Regions from separate parts of the Gossypium hirsutum genome. Here region 2 is linked to region 1. The links are chromatin contacts, called in public Hi-C maps. All regions are on one chromosome and are shown on one strand. The core of a region is the stretch at or near the end of the contact, and the rest is flanking DNA. Distances in the headings are between cores, read along the strand shown.

Region 1 (2,700 bases), core at 46-2,545:
GTAGGAAACTTTTTACTGCAACTACTGCTATAACTCCTACATCTTCCACCATTTCAAAGGTTGGTTTTGAGTTAATAGTTTAACATGTACATTCCCATAGCTATGGTTTAGATCTTCCCTTCCCTTTACATGTGACTTATGTAAACAGAAAGAAGAGAAGGGAGAAAACAAAGTTATACCAATTTCAACACTCAAACCAGCCGTCGAGGAAGAAAATGGTGGGAAGCAAGAGAAATTCCTTCTTGGTTCACCGATAACTTCCCAAAACCCGGACGTCTATCACCACTATGTCAACATTATGGACATTGTTGAAATGGACTATTCTCCAGCTAGGAGAAAACCTCCAATTCACAACTAAGAGTGGGGGGATTAAAAAAGAAATCCAACATAAAAAGAAGCAAAAGTTTTTCCGGAGAAGGAAATTTAGGGACAGTCTTCCAGGAATGCTGCAGGTTTTTTAGGGTTATGAATGAACTTAAATTTTCACATAATAGTGTTATTAGTTTTATTTTTTCTTATATACTTGTTAGACCATCATTTTTTTTTGGAAGCTACAATATAGGGAAAAGGAAGAGAGATGAGTATTATACGGGACCAAGTGTTTGATTAAACCATCACTTTGGATGATGGAGCAATGATGCATTACATTTTGGGGCCCTTTAGTTTTTTTTTTTAAAAAATTATAAAAGGAGACTTAAATTCAAATTACACTTGTGACGGTTATCACCCTAACTATCATGTCAACATATGAGATTCTGATTCTTTAAATTTTGTAACCTAGAATTAATTTTTTTTAATAAATTTAATTGTTAGTATAAAATATATAACCCGAATTGATAGATGAAAAAAATGTAATTTATTTGATAATACAACCATTTTTTTATAGAAATTAATTAATCAACCGTCGTATGCTTAGTAGATATGATTTTTTATTGGCATTTCAAAAGTGAGGATTTACATTCTATTGTTACGTTTCCACTTCAATTTGAAATATGTATAGAAAAGTTTATAAAAATAAATATATCTCAAAGACATGCATTGGTTGGATAAAGATGAAAATTAATTGAACTGCGGACAGAATTTAATAAAATTGTACAAAAAAAAAGGTGAAAAGTGCAGAATGGGTGAAGGAAGTTGGTATTAAAGGAAGTAGGTATGGACCTATATCAGACATTGAACATTGTATCTTATAATGTTAGTTGGCCACCATAGATTTTGGGCTAGATCCACCATGTTTTACTTATTGATTGCAGGTGAGGACTCACATGTCATCTGCCGGGTCACCTTTGCTGTGGTGTGGCCACAAGTGCCAAGATTTCATGGACCATGCAATTCAACAAATGCTCCTACCTACGTATGGTCTCTCTGTGGGTGTTTGTTGGGGATGGGGACAATGTTTTTGGTTCATTGCAACCTGAAAGTTGGATATTTGATAGATAACTGCATAGCAGTCTCTGGTCCCAATGGAAAATTGCTCACAAAAAAAATCCTTCATTTGCTGCTAACTGCTTTGAACTCCTTATATGCTTCTAATTGAGGGCTGGAAATAGCTTATTTTACGATTAATGTTAAAAGCCAAAATGTTATGTGTTATACTAGGACTGTCTGTAATAAGACTTCAGTGTGTGTAAGACTCTTTGTGGAACCCCTTGGTAGAATCATTCGGTTAATGGTTTGACAAGTAGGCTCACTCATTAGTTGCCATAGCAAGGGACTGCTGCATCAGGTGGGACCGTGTAGGACACTATGGCGCTAACCTACCTGCACCTGCAACATTAGTTCGGCTACTGATATTTGACCCACCAATATGACTCGACATGTGGTATTACAGGACAAGAACTTATCTATCTATATAAGGGCGAGGAAAGGGACCAAGGATATGACATCAAGTCTCTCATTCCTTTTGTCATCTCCCCATTCAACCATAATTTTTTACTGCTCTCTACCCTACAGAGGTGAATCGACTTTACTCCACTACCATCTCTTCCATATTGATCTTTAGTATCAATGTTTAACTAAATGGAGATTCTTCTTCACAATGCTAAATAAAGATTTAATAGTTTTTAAGAATCAAATGATGGGGTCAACAAGTCAAAGAGAGTATTGTTTGATTAGTTTTGGAATTGTCCAAGGAAAAAGATTGTATAGAGGGAATGCACAGACGTTGAAGTTTAGTTAGAACATATAAAACTGGATTTGGATTTTGGATTCAACCAAACTCTCCACGTACCCATAATTGAACGTGGCATATTTGCTTTTAATTAAAACCAAGTACTTCTCTATAATTAATCCATATGTGAAACCAGTTTCCTGCTTGCATCTGCCTTTTCAGTGACCTTCTTTTCCATCCATTTCTCCATCAAACAAGCTCGTCGGAAACTTGACGTTTCTTCATCTTCCTCTTCTACTACTCTGCTTCCGTTGCATTTCCTGCTAGCTTTGCTTTGTTTCTTTTACATTGTTTTCCACTAGACTGGTGTCACCACCATCGATGGAACAGTAGATTTTATCAAGCGGAGTAGATGAAAAAGATGGGTTATCTCTCTCCTGCCTGTACACTGTTTTCTCCAGTCTGTATATGGCTTCTCTTTTATCGGTGAACAAGGGTTCAGAAGCAGCGAAAATAATAACAGAAGAAAAAACAGAAGATTTTCGCTGCAAAGAAATGAGATCACTGTTTCAAATTTTCTTTGAATTGTT
Region 2 (2,700 bases), core at 110-2,609, 210 kb before region 1:
ATACATTGGTCTTGCGCCATGATGCTTCTGGGGAGTTTTCGGTTAAGAGCGGCTACCGAACATTACTTACAAAAATGACCCAATTTAAAGATGGTATTTTGGCCTCATCGGATAATTACAAAACACTTTATACATCAACTTGGGGCTTGTAGCTCCCTGCTAAAATTAAAATTCATCTATGGCGTATCCTAAAAAATTATGTGCCTCATTTCTGTAATTTGGCCAAACGGAGACTGCGAGTTGATACTACCTGTCCTTTGTGCAATGAGGCTCCAAAGGATTCACATCACTTATTTTGGACTTGTAGCGTCTTGAGACAACTCTGGGTTCTTTTGAATCTCTCTTTCGACTCCAGCATTGATACCTCGAATGGAAAACACAATTTGTAATAATTTTCTAGCTGCTGATATGTTGTACAAGAAACTCATTACTATTTCTTTGTGGGCTCTTTGGTATAAAAGGAATAAGTTGGTAAATGAGGGACTTAACTTCAGGATACGTGAACTTATGGGCTTTATTCTGAGCTATGCTCAGGATTTTAGCAGTAGTAAAGTTATTGTCTCTCCTCTGGAAGTACCAATGAACGTTTTGTGGCAACCACCTACAGTTAGGAATATTAAACTGAACTTTGATGCTTCTTTTATGAGCAACACTAATGTATCTATTGTAGCAGTCCTAGCTAGAGATGCGGAAGGCCAGATTATGGGTGCTTGTTGTAGAAATGCGTATGTGTGAAAGGGCTCTTTATTTTGCGTAGGATATGGGCTTCAGTAAACTTATCTTGGAAGGAGACTCCCTGACAACTATCAAAAAATTAAACTCGACCAAAGAGGACAGATCTATCCTTAGATCGATTACGCAAAATATTCAATTATTAGAGAGCTTTTGATAACGTTGTGTACCGTTTTGTTCCCAGAGAGGTTAATAGGGCGGCGCACGCTTTGGCGATGGATGGACGCCATCGAAACACCTCTTGTTTCTGGGTTGAGGAAGCTCCGGATCCTGTTGCAAAGCTAGTAGAGATGGATCAGTCTGCATGGTTTCATCATCGTTAAGGGTTTTCTGAGCTTTGAAGGTTGGAGAAGGTTCAGTTTGAATCTCCATTGCTGGCTTCAAAGCTACCTTCTTTCGGCCCCTTCGAGCTTTGAATGGGTTTTTTCAATCGTAAGGCTTTTGGCTGGTATCCATTTTGGGTTTTTCCTGCTAATGTTTTTGTTTTGTGGCTGTTTGTTTCTTTGGTTTTAGTTTTTTTTCTGCTCTGTTATTGGCCTTTAAACTATTTTGTTTCTACTGTGTGATTTTTGCTGCTGTTGCTTCTATTGTTTCCGACTTTTTGAGCCACCCGACCATTATTAATGTATATCAGTTTATTTCTGACAAAAAAAAATATTTCTGAAAAATAATTTCTAGAAAATAATTTACTTTTTTAGAAAAGTTAATATTTTTTAGTGTTTGGATGATTTTGTGTAAAATATTTTCTGTTATTTGGTAGATTTTTTAAAAATATTTCATAAAAGTTGTTTTCAATAAAACAAACATACATTTGAAGTTTTCTTATTTTTTTATTGTTTAATTGAATTTATTTTTATCTATAATTTTATAGTTTACATTGTTTTTGCATATATTAAAAATATTATGTTAAATTCAAGTTCATTGCAACGTCATTTTTTAATTACATGACTACTAAGTGAGTATTTTTTTATTTAAAAATGTGACATCAACAAAATTGACAAAAAAATTTAATGATATCAACAATTTTTCAAAATTGAAAAGTAAAAGAACTAAATTCTTGAAAATAAAAATAGAAAGACTAAGTTGCAAATCTGTGAAGTGTATATAGACTTACGACATATTTTAACCTTTATACTACAAAACATTTATTATAAATATATTTATAATTGTAATAAATATTTATTATTAAAATAAAATTGAAGTATTAAATAATTTATTAAAATAATAAATTATATTTATTATATTAATTTATTATATGACTAAATATAAATCATTAAATGTGTATGTTTAATAATATTGAAAAACATGATTTTTTCAAAATAAAATTAATATTTATTATCAATATAATAATATTAAGTTTGATTTAAGTTAATTTTTATATAAAAATAAAATTATCTATAGAGAAACTCTTTTCCGAAAAATAACTTACATTTTTCAAAAAGGTAAGTCATTTTATAAGAAAAATCACTCATTTTATGTTGACCTATAACAAGAAAATATAGAAATCATTTTCCATAAAACCTTTCACACGTAGACAAACAGACCCTTAGAGTTTAAACTTAATCTAAACTCCTCCGCCAGCTTGCTAGAGATTGAAAAAAGAAATAAAGTAAAATATTTCCTATAGGTATGAAGACTTAAACACTAAACCTTAAGTAGATACACTAAACACTTAACCACTCAACCAAACCAAATCACACAACAACAACTTGAAAATCAAAAATTCATATTTTTGAGGCATTTCAGATAGTTAAATTTTAATGGTTTTATCCTTGAGTACCAAGTTCGATTTCTCTCTCTCACATTAGTATTTTCTATTTTATGTTGTTTTAAGCTTTTTTATTATTTTAAATTAGTACTTTTAATATATCAACTTCCTTAGTTAAATGGTTAAATATAATAATTTCATTCTTAAGACCTAAGTTCAATTCCCCTTTTCTAAATTATATCTTTATTTTTTATTTTATG

What was found. A called contact is a pair of places that touch in the nucleus more often than the background predicts.
Region 2: a contact with region 1 is called in a Hi-C map of leaf, with 4 times the contacts expected there. The contact joins the promoter of LOC107962561 here to the enhancer-like site in region 1. A contact is called at or near these places in 4 of 34 Hi-C or Micro-C datasets (leaf and petal).

What each region holds. Positions count from the first base shown.
Region 1 is chrA06:8,835,121-8,837,820 of Gossypium_hirsutum_v2.1, reverse strand. No RefSeq gene overlaps it. Among protein-coding and RNA genes, the nearest start is that of LOC107963529, 47 kb to the left of the region's middle. Within about 2 kb of position 1,295, at least 3 of the 9 cell types and tissues checked have an H3K27ac peak or open chromatin away from gene starts, as enhancers often do. A contact at or near this core is called in leaf, where this site is marked.
Region 2 is chrA06:9,040,727-9,043,426 of Gossypium_hirsutum_v2.1, reverse strand. It overlaps LOC107962561, which reads right to left and starts at 1,359. Exons shown (of 2, transcript XR_005928377.1): 1 at 1-1,359.